Regions from separate parts of the Mus musculus genome. Here all the other regions are linked to region 1. Evidence: chromatin contacts called from public HiChIP or PLAC-seq data. All regions are on one chromosome and are shown on one strand. Each heading gives the region's core, a stretch centred on a gene start, on an enhancer-like site or on the middle of the called end of the contact. The rest is flanking DNA. Distances are from core to core; before and after follow the strand shown.

Region 1 (3,645 bases), core at 323-2,822:
ATAATCTAATCTAGATTAGGCCTAGAATGTTTTCAGCCTCTGAGACTTGCTGCTGAATAAACTCATCCTTTCCCAGTTCTTTCTGATCTCTGGCTAGCTGATTCAACTCAGCTGTTCTGGCTGAAACTCCTCTCCTGACTGACTGATTCAATCTGGCTTCTCTTGGCTTCTCCTGAATTGATCTGCTTTGCCTCATACTAATTTTGGCGATATGTTGTAATCTTCTGGCTCCTTCTCCTTCTTTGGCTCATTCTGTCTTCACTTATGTCTAGCTTGTTCTCTCTCTGCAGCCATCTCTGTACAACTGTCCTGGTAAAACTGGCCTCTCTCCTTTCCTTTCATTGCATTGCTTTATCTTAAGTAGCCTCTGTTTTGTTTTGTTTTTTCTCTGTTCTCATGAGAGTTGGGCATGTATTGTTCTGTCAAATCTTTCTCTGATTCATTACTTTGTCATCTGCTCAATTAGACATCACTTTCAAACATGAGTGCTTCCTTCTACAAACTAACTTAACCTTCATTGTTTGGAATTAAAGGTGTGTGCTAAGGCTGAGCCACACCACAACTAGAAACAGGTTTCTCCAGTAGACAACACAATCTCAGGGTTCCCAGTGTGATCAAATATCCTGCAACAACACCATGCCTTCACTTTGCCATCATGGAGTCTAGCCTTCTAGAATGGTAAGCTCAAATAAACTCATCTATAAGTTACCATGATGATGGTGTTTTATCCCAGCAATAGAAAAGTAAACAGTACAGTAACAAACATAAGGGCTGATCCAGGGCAGTCTAGTTTCAGAAATAGACAGATTCAGGTGTTCATTAGAGCACCTGGCATAACATAAGTTAGAGATGCTCACTCCCTGACTCAGTTGGCTTTGGTTTTCAGGTGGGCTGAGCTATGAATCCCCAGGCATTGGCAGCTCCAGGTTAGTTCCCATGATCTTATGACTGGTGAAAGGGGAACAGAGTCTAACAGCTCCATCTCATGACTTAGATCATGTGCCAAAGCTACCCCCATCTCCAGAGATGATGGTGTCTCACACAGTATAATGGGTTTGACTCTGTAGCATGAGGGTGAGAAAATGACAGAAAATTGAAAACCAGCAAAGGAAGGAAAATGGATGCTAAGCTGACTTACCATTATGGGGACCCCCTTTTAGCTCTCTCCCTACCCCCTTGAACTCCCCTCTAAGGAGGCCTAGCAACCTCCCCTAGGGCCAGTGTTCTGCTGCCCACTGAATTCCCAACTCAAGACAGATTGTGTCTTTTACAAGTAAAACAATGGGGTGGCTTCTTGAGGGATTTTAAGGAAAAACATCCTCTCCCACTCCCTGCTTGAATTTAATCTTTTATATTTCCACCAGAAATAATTTCTAGTGTTCTTTCATTTGCAAATAAGGGCTGGTGTTGTTTTTTACCACATGTATTATTCAATTCATGGTAAGCCTCCCTCCCCTCCTGGATCAGCCTGTGGGTGTGTGTCCTTGAATTTAAATGAGAATATATCTGGATGGTCAAAAAGAGTCCATTAGGAAGTCTGGGAGGCCAGCAGCCTGGCTTTGTGCTGGTGGGGGAGGCAGGGAGCCTGCTAAGCCTGCTTGTAACAGTATGACCTACAGTGGAACACTGGACCCGTGGGCTCTAAGATTATCAAAGACCTGGCTCCAGATGCATGGGGCACGTTTCACAGATGGATTCCAGCTCTTTTACAGCCAACGTTCTGCCCTGCTGAGTTCCTAGAATTTATACTGCCAACGACATGGAGTGGCGGATTAGTTTGTGTCTCACAACCCGTTCCTGATTATGATTTATCATTCTCCTGAAAAGAGAAAACAGTGCTCGAGAAAGGAGCCAAGTGTGAGTTCTCCTGCTCCTAGTTGGGTATAGGTGTTCTGAGCTGTTGGTTGGAATTATAGGTGCAGCTTGAAAAACAAAAAAGAAAAAAAAAATAACAACAAAAGCAATGCATTTCCACATGTAGCCAGGGATGGATGTAATAGCTCTCCCTTCCAATGGGCTCTGTCCCCATAGCAACGGGAACACTGCAGATAGAAGCTGGAAGACAAATATCCCAGGGCCCTTTGGCTCACTCTGTGGACCCTGGGCTTGGTTTTGTCCATCCTGGCTCAGAGATTTTGTTGGCTGACTCAGCAGCTAATGTCCCTGGCCTTTTGGAGCTAGCTCCATCTTGATAAGCCCCAGAATGCCGCTCGTAAGTGTTCTCTGATGTGTTAAGGAGATTTGATTGAAACTGGATGCTTTTTCAAAGAATGGCTAAGTTGGAAACCTTTCTTAGGAATTCCTAAAACATAATTTTTTTTAAAAGGAAAATCTCCTTAAAGTTTTCTTCCTCTTTCCTTCCTTGAATACTAAATGCTATTAATTAAACACGAGGCAGGGCAGCAGTCATCCTGGAGAGAACACAGGGAGAGAGATGCGCTCACTGCCCTGTGCATGTGATGACTATACCAGTCTCATAAACGTGAAGCAATGCCAGGCAATAATTGTTCCTTTTGTGACTCTTACTCAAGAAAACATTTCAACATCAAATAAGTCCTCAGAGCATTGCGCAGCACTCATGAGATTAGACAAGTTGTCCCTGTAACTGCCAACACCTGGCTGCATTTGAGATGACTCTGGGAATGTGATTCCATTCCCTATGCCCACCTCTTCTGTCTCTATGTCTCTGCCTCTCTGTACCTGTCTCTCTGTCTCTATGTCTCTGCCTCTCTGTGCCTGTCTCTCTGTCTCTGTGTCTGTCTCTTCCTCTGTGTCTGTCTCTCTGTCTCTGTGTCTGTCTCTGTCTCTCTCTGGCCCATCTTTCTTTATCAGGTTTTTGCACAGCATCTCTTCAATATCTAGTTCATGATGAATTTTATTCTTGGGGAGATGAGGGTGAAGGAAGGTTGGAGAGAGAAAGAAGGGAGAGAGAGAGAGAGAGATCGATCTTCACTTCTGGGTTTCCGTTTGAAACATTCCCAGCGGTGAAGCTAAGCACACTAAAGTCAGAACCACTGAGCTTGTAAAGGCTCTGTTCTAATGGAAGCCCTTTCCAGCAATAAAGTTTGCTTATTGTTGAGATCTGCCCAGATCCCACCCTATGTCCGTACATATTGTGAAAAGTGGTGATTTTTCAGCCTGTGCCTTGCCCTGGGGGGCCCTTTACAATGATGCTATTTTGATTGCAAATTCAGAAGTAAGATGCCTGCCTCTTGGGGCCGAAAATACAGTATCTTCAGTCCAGCACTACCTATGAAGCTCAGGTTGATGAAGAATTTATTTCTAACAGTAGAAAGGTCCCCCACCAATGGATCAAAGTAAATGGAGACTGTAGGAACACATGAACATAAGAAGGCCAAATGAGGAGAACTAGGCCCAAGAACTTACCAGACACACCACACTGAGGAAAGTTTGCACTTTCCTTACCTGGACCCCAGAGGCAGAGAGTATCCAATGCTGTGATGGTGGTGGCCCCACCAACCTGTCATCTCACCACCCAGTGTGTACATCAAGTGACTGACAGGCTGAGAACTCCTAACTAACCCAGGTTCTTCAGCCCAGCCTACTCCCTATTACTGACATAGACTGCTCAAATTATCATCTGTTCATCTGTCCAGTGGTCCACGTGGGCCAGCTGTTCATCTG
Region 2 (3,645 bases), core at 618-3,117, 460 kb before region 1:
TCACAATAGGGAAAATGGTCAGAAAGGGTTTTTTTCCATAAGCGCTGTTGAATATTGTTTCTTCCACCACTCACAATCAAAGGGATTAATATGTTCCCAGAAATAGTATTATTGAGATACATGAAATAAAATTAGGAGATATTTGTTGCTGGCAATAAGCTTTAGGTAAGAGCTGTTCTGGTATTGAAACTGCATCAAATCTAAAATGGTTTTTTGAGAGTAAGTGGTTCTATGGTGTATCTTGAGGCTGGTCCCAATTAGGCATAAATTAGAGTGTGTCTCGCTTTTCAGAAAGGGTCAGGAAATCAGCACTTGGCCTTGAACTCTTCACCTCTGCCCCTGTTGACCGTAAGAATAAGCCATTCCTCTCTGTGAAAACTAACAGATGCAGCCAGGCTTTGCCATTCCTCTGCAGAAAAGAGCCAGAGTTGTCAGCCAGAGCCGGTCAGAAGGAAGTAGCTGAGGAACTGGGGACTTTTTGTAGAGTGACAGCTTTCTGTCCATAAAGAAAAAGTCTCTAAAGCCACCAATGTGAAAGTGACATACTTTAAAGTGTCCAAAGGAGGCCTCCAAAGCTACTGGAAGCCTGTGCTGTCCTTTCTCAGAGCCTATTTTCTGTTTTCCTCCCATTCTGCAGCACTGATCTGCGACACTCATTGGTACACTGGACAAATAATTCCCCCATCTTTATAGCCAGCATAAAGCTCACAGCTGTGGAGTCTTGGTAATCTTTGCTGTGATTAATTGCCAATTACAAACATTTGATGACTATTTAAAAACCTTCCTTAGATGACTTATGTAGCTGACATGTGTAGTTAGTTGAAAAACTGAGGCTATGAAGATGGGTGTCACAAAAAAAGCTGAAGTCAGTCAAAATGTCACACTTTTCTGATCTCTAATAGAGTATTTTGCGCTTTCAACACCTAAAACATACCTGTGCCTGAAGGTCCAACTCAGTTCCTGCCTCCTACCCAGTCAGTCCTTTTCCTGACAGTCCTCTCTGAGCCATCTCAGCAGCTGTAGTGGATTTGGATTTGCTATCAGATGTATCATTGATCCATGAACTTGTCACATCAAAGGTCAGGTCAGAGCAGAATGGCTGCGTTAGCCGCCCCCTCGCCCATTTCCTCAGCACCACCAGACGCATCCAAAGTTAACTTCAAGGTGGGCCACTTCAGTAATAGAGTTGTGAGCCGGTGGTTTGAAGTTTGTAAGTCACTGTTGTGTACCACCCACAGAAAGTGTGCAACCAGTGATGTGCCTTGTCATAGTCATTAGGAGATTAATTACTAGTGTATAAGGAGAGGGAAGGGAATCATTGGAATAGAGAAAAGAAAATACAAGGAGGAGGAAAAGAGATAGTTTGGAAAAGGCAAACCCAGATCCAGCCTTCTCATTCTGGGATAAGATGCATTTCCTGTTTTCATGACAAAACATGGAAAGACTCCTTCCAAATGCATTTCGTGAATGATTGCCGACCCATCTTGCTAATGCTTGCTCTTTAGGGAACTGCACAGAAATCATGCATTTCCAGTTTGAATTAGGAACTAACTGGAAAGGCAGTTGCTTTGTGAGAAACCAGTAAACGCAGAAGCCTCATAACACTGGAACATTGTGGCAGTGGGAAAAGGCAACTCAGAAGGAGGCTCACCTCTCCTGACTGGTCCTGCTCTCAATGACTGTGAGACTCTCACTCCACAGTCCCTGCTTCCCACTGGCAGCAGCTGAAGCAGCTCATTATGCATGTCTGTCACGTGGTCCACTCCATCACCCAAATCTAACTGGGAGAGTAAGTCACCCTAACAAGACCCTTCAGTACACTCTTAAAAACTACTTACAGATGGACTCTTCCTCTGTAGGGACACAAAGAGTTTCCTTGTGCTGTGCCACATGATACAGGAAATGCATTATCCCTGTCCCAATGCAGGCACATGAGGAGGAAGCCCATGAAAGGGCAGCAGCTCACAAAAGCCCACACAGCTTTAGGGGGAGTCCTCGGAGGGGCTCACAGGCCAGTTTATGATAAGGGCAGAGAAAATCCTGGCTCTGTGAAGCTCCATTCATTTCGAATGCTAATGTCCACACCGGGAAAGGGAACCACAGCAGCATTCAGCTTTGACACAAACACTGCTAATCCTTGTTAGTTAGATTGTCACCGACACCTGCCCCCACACCCCCAGCTTCGTGCTAGATCTCCATTTATCCTTACAGTTTGGGCCACTTTATATTCTGTTACTTGAAGGTGAGTTCTCCTTTTAGACCCTGGGATCTTGAAATGGGTTTCCATTAGCTTGAATGGACATTTCTGTAGAATTAATCTTTACAGGGTTAGATTTACCTGCCATTGTTAAATCTCCTGTCTCACACAGTGTGATCAAGCCATGGTTCATGCAGCTGTCCAGCTAATGCTGAGAATAGAACCTGTGTCCACTATTCTAGACACTGGGGATGCAGCAGGGAACAGAGTCCTATATTTATTTTTTGGTTTTGGTTTTTGGTTTTTCGAGACAGGGTTTCTCTGTGTAGCCCTGGCAGTTCTGGAACTCACTCTGTAGACCAGGCTGGCCTTGAACTCAGAAATTCGCCTGCCTCTGCCTCCCGAGTGCTGGGATTAAAGGCGTGCGCCACCAACGCCCGGCTGAGTCCTATATTTATATAGATAAAAATTTAAAGAGGAGAGACAGAAAACAGATAAATATGTTAGTCAGGGTACATTACACTGGTTGGTGGCAGTAAACACGCTTGTATCTCAGAGGTTGAAGCAAAAAAAAGTTTTAGTCCTCATCAAAGAGTGGTCACTGAAGGTCAGAAGGAGGGACTTTCCTCTGGGTCACTTCCACATGGCACCCAGGCCATCCAGAGAACCACCAGGGGGTAAGGCTAGTCTTAGGGAGAATATCAAATGATACACGGATTCTCAAAGCTTATAACTGATACATGGCATGTCTCTCATTTTCAGGGCCAAAAGAAGCCATAGGGTTACAGCCAGCTACAGAGGGCCAGAAAGTGTAGTCATACCACATGTTCAGGAAAGTGAGCCACTCTTGGCAGGCAGAGCTGCCCCAGATGCTGATGGCTGCTGTGAAGAAAATCAGGGTACAGGAGATGGTGTCTGTGAGGTTGCAGAGAGTCTGAAGAGAGTCCTCCCCTTGGGCAGAGGATCAGGTCCTGTAAAGGTCTGTGAGAGCCATCAGTCTGGCATGTTTGAGGGAAGGCAGGGGAATCCAGGGGCCAGAGTGCTGTGAGTAAGAAGGTAACTTCAGAATCTAGTCAGCGGGGTGGCTGGGTAGAACCTTCTAAAAGGTCGGCCGTGTAGATTTTTGTATGAGGTCCAAGTCTTTTAAATATTTCCCTTATAAGAGTACAACAAAGCAGAGGGTCACTGTTGCCTGAATTAAAGACTTAATCATACAAACTTAGTGGATTACAAAGAAGCAAGAACGCTTAAGTGAATATCACAATAATATTACTGCCGAGAGATAACAGCGTCACTAGTAGTTTGAACAATTCAGTATAGCTTTGAACAATGGGCACATTTTACATATCCTTTTACAAGAAATTATTTCTTTTAAAACAGCAGCTTTTTCCCCCCTAATTATAAGCCAATATCCTATGGCGAATGTTTGGGCAAACACTGAAAGCTCA
Region 3 (3,645 bases), core at 287-2,786, 340 kb before region 1:
ACTTTCTCCTGGACTCCCACCAGCAGGGAATGGGAGATCCAGTGCAGGAGGGCTGAAGCAAGGTGAGCACTCAGCACAGGCTGGCCGACTGGGCCACAGCGACAACCATGGTGACATGTGGACAATGCTAAGTGCTACCCTCTGCTAGGCTAGCAACCCTGTAACTATAATGTCTCTGCAGGAGCTCCTCCCTTAGAGTTTCTGTCACTTTCAGAAGCCCAACTGAGTAGCTGAGTTACAAAATAAAACTAAGCAGTGTCCGTGGCTATGAGAACAGGTCTGGAATGGCCTCTCTGCTGCAGGCAGCTCTCTGGGCCATCAAGTCAACCTGCCAGGCTCCAATGGCTCTTCACGGCAGCACACAGACCCCTCACAACTGGCTCGGTCCCCTTTCTAAGGCCATCAAGGACGTCACCTCATCCATCGTCTCAGACCCTCCCTACAGTCTCTGCAGCTTTTCCGGGTGACAGGCAGGACGACACATCTTGTTCATCGTGAGCGAGCCTCTTGCTCTCCATGGTCTCATTTACTTGCCTTCTCCCTTGCCCATGGCCCCTGCAGGCAGCTGCAGTCATGGAAGGCATAGTAAATACACATACTCTGCTGGACCCAGTTCTCACTTAACTCCTCTGCTCTCTTCATGGGTCTCTCAATGAAGGGCTATCTTGTGTCCCCGATTCTGCCATATATATAATGAGAACTCAGGTCGGGGAGCACACACAGTCTGCCCATCTAAGTAACCTCCCCTCCATAAGCACGGCACAAACACTCTCCCGCAGTAACGCTCCGTGAGGGCAGGACTATTTAGTGGCTCATGGTTTTCCCTCCAGCTCGAATAGTACCTGCTCGGGGACAGGAACTCATCAGTGCCACCTGAGAGCTGAATGGCTCATTTGTGCTACTTCCCAAGGGAACAAATGCTAGGCCAGGCCACACAAAATGATGCTGAGTGAAGGCATCCACTCAGACTTGTAAACCTAGGTTATTTTCTTTGTGCTAAAACCCAACCTGACAAAACCCCGGTCTCCAAATACTTCCTCTTCTGAGCCCCCACACCCACCTCTTTGTCTTGGCCTCTGTGTGTGTGTGTGTGTGTGTGTGTGTGTGTGTGACCCAAGAACAAAAAGCATCTTTGTGTTACTGTAAGAGAAAGCTTCACGGAAATGCAAAACAACATTAACCTTTTCCTGTGATTGCTTTTAACACACCGGGTGTCTATAAACCTGGGGAGATCAGGAAGAAATTAGTTCAAAATATAGACAATAATAATTTTTAAAAAGTGCCTTCTCACTTTTAAAACCTGGAGACGGTATATTTTCATCCTTGAGAAGCAATTCAAAAGCACCCCTGCTGGGCCCCACCCCCTCCTGGGCAGCCCTTTCTTCTCTGCCAGTTGACTATTCCCAGAGTGTCTGCCCACTTGTGCATGCCGGAAGCAGCAGCCGCTGCAGCAGCCGCAGCCACAGCAGCAGCAGCAGCAGCAATAAAGAAGACGCACACACCCACACCTCCCAATGCTGGGCTGGGGCTTCAGAGCCTGGCACTTGTGAATCCTGCCTCAGTGCCAATCTTCCTCCCTTAGAGGTCTTGAGGCTGTACTAGCCTAGACAGAGGGGCTCTTTATGAACACTTCTCTGTTCTCTGATGATGACCAGAAACAATCAGACAAAATGAACAAAGGGATTACAAATTAATCGGCTCTCGCTGGCTCCTCTGACTGCAGAGATATGATTACAAGCCCAGGATTTGCAAGAGCCCTACATTCCTCATTAATCTCTACTATCGGTGCCATCACTGTGGGCCTTTTCTTTTCTCCCTTTTTAAGAGGCAGGGAATGAAGGGAGTGAGCCAGCTATGCTCTTTCTTTGCTCAGCAGTAACTGAAAAATATGTCCTTAACATTTCACAAAGCAGACCGTCCCTGCCCTGAAACCAGTAAAGTGTGGAGGCGAAATGGTGCGTGTCCTTTATGTCTCCGTCTGGCTAAGTTAATGAATTTAAGCATGGGCAACCTTAACCCACAGCTTCTTCACAGAGGGAGCATCTGACAGCCCAGAACAACTGCAGGCTCCCAGAGGCCCCCGCACCCTCATAATACACTCCATTTTGTGTATCTTGGCCATTCAGCCACAGGCAGAGAATGGGTTGGTCAGCCTAAACTGCCTTTCCTGCACCTCCGCCTGGGGCCATCTGGGGCTGGAGCCTCAGAGAGAACAGGACGGGCATCTTCCTGCCAGGCTTGCTCTGTGGGTCAGTGCTACGAGATCAAAAGGCAACAGGACCCTTTCTCCTTCCCTTTCCCAGACGTGTCTACAAGCTCCATTTGGGCACAGGCTCTGCCAGGGACATTTCTGCTGTGGGAGCCATGACACATGCACCTACTGAGACAGGACAAATTCCATGACCTGTGGGAACTGGAACATTTATACCAGCTGCTTAGCACATTGAATTTGGTGTACAGGTCACGGCAATTCTGAGTTCTGCATTCCCCTGGCTAAATACCTTGGCAGAAGGCTGAGCACAGGGCTTAGAAAGGCAGCTGGGCAAGACTCCTGTAAAATGAAGTTAAAATAGAACCCAACAGACAAACCGTTTCTCGGGTCTGTGTCCTTACCTGGGTATGGCACTCTTCCTTTGGTGACCAGCTCTGTGAGTAAGATTCCAAAAGACCATACGTCAGACTTGATTGTGAACCTTCCATACAGGGCCGCTTCGGGGGCTGTCCACTTAATGGGAAACTTCGCACCTGCAGAATGGAGACGCGGTTACTCACGAGCCGGAGATCCTACACTGGGGTGAAGAGGGAAGACGAAGTATTGGAAAGTCATCTGCAGGGGACAGGTTGGGGGACGAGAACAGGAAGAAGATGGTGAAGGAATAGCGGGTGTGGCGATGAATTATGCCCTGGGCCTGGCTCAGTGACTTTAAGCAAATAACTTTAAATCTTTCTTCAAAGAGTTGGACTTCAAAACTCTTGTATGTCAGTAAAGAGAAGAGCTAGCTAGCTTTCTGAACACGATTCCATGATCACACTGAATGGTATGTGCTTGGTCTGGAGTATGATTCCTGATTTGTGCATGTGTGTGTGTGTGTGTGTGATTTGAATAAGAATGGCCCCCAGAGGGTCCTGCATTTGAATGCTTAGTCAGCAGGCAGTGACACTACTTATAAAGATTAGGAGGTGTGGCCTTGCTGGGGTAGGTGTGGCCCTTATGGATGGAGTGTGTCAGTGGGCTCTGGGGTTTCAAAGCCCAAGGCAGGCTAGTGGTATTCTTCCTGATGCCTGTGGATCTGCATGTAGAACTCTCAGCTACCGCTCCAGCACCATATCTGACTGCACACTATCATGCTTCCCACCATGATGATAATGAACTAAACCTCTGAACCGTAAGTCATCCGCAATTAAATGCTTTCCTTTATAAGAGTTGCCTTGGTCATGGTGTCTCTCATAGCAACAGAACAGTGTCTAAGATAATATGTATGTATACATGAATACTCCCATATCTCTCTCAAATAATGCTATATTTTAATAAATACACACAGGATTAGGTCATCATACTATTCTCCTGTGTCCTGAGGTATATAAAGTCACAAATTGGTCTTATGAGGTGCCACAAATCACAGAAGTTCCAGCTTCCCCTAGGAT

What was found. HiChIP or PLAC-seq counts read pairs in DNA pulled down with a chosen protein or histone mark.
Region 2: a contact with region 1 is called in an H3K4me3 HiChIP or PLAC-seq map of embryonic basal ganglia, with 3 times the contacts expected there. The contact joins two enhancer-like sites. A contact is called at or near these places in 1 of 15 datasets of contacts at CTCF or cohesin (the NIH/3T3 cell line) and 3 of 115 datasets of contacts at active chromatin or transcription factors (T-cell acute lymphoblastic leukemia, embryonic basal ganglia and large pre-B cells).
Region 3: a contact with region 1 is called in an H3K4me3 HiChIP or PLAC-seq map of embryonic basal ganglia, with 4 times the contacts expected there. The contact joins two enhancer-like sites. A contact is called at or near these places in 1 of 484 Hi-C or Micro-C datasets (bone marrow-derived macrophages), 5 of 115 datasets of contacts at active chromatin or transcription factors (T-cell acute lymphoblastic leukemia, acute myeloid leukemia, embryonic basal ganglia and 2 more) and 1 of 9 other capture datasets (embryonic stem cells).

What each region holds. Positions count from the first base shown.
Region 1 is chr10:39,207,803-39,211,447 of GRCm38.p6, reverse strand. No RefSeq gene overlaps it. Among named protein-coding and RNA genes, the nearest start is that of Gm31562, 35 kb to the left of the region's middle. Within about 2 kb of position 1,572, at least 67 of the 459 cell types and tissues checked have an H3K27ac peak or open chromatin away from gene starts, as enhancers often do. A contact at or near this core is called in embryonic basal ganglia, where this site is marked.
Region 2 is chr10:39,670,998-39,674,642 of GRCm38.p6, reverse strand. All of the region lies in intron 2 of E130307A14Rik (RIKEN cDNA E130307A14 gene), which reads left to right. Among named protein-coding and RNA genes, the nearest start is that of Gm16364, 59 kb to the right of the region's middle. Within about 2 kb of position 1,867, at least 83 of the 459 cell types and tissues checked have an H3K27ac peak or open chromatin away from gene starts, as enhancers often do. A contact at or near this core is called in embryonic basal ganglia, where this site is marked.
Region 3 is chr10:39,550,487-39,554,131 of GRCm38.p6, reverse strand. It overlaps Fyn (Fyn proto-oncogene), which reads right to left. Exons shown (of 14, transcript NM_001122893.1): 13 at 2,614-2,745. Among named protein-coding and RNA genes, the nearest start is that of Gm40627, 38 kb to the left of the region's middle. Within about 2 kb of position 1,536, at least 79 of the 459 cell types and tissues checked have an H3K27ac peak or open chromatin away from gene starts, as enhancers often do. A contact at or near this core is called in embryonic basal ganglia, where this site is marked.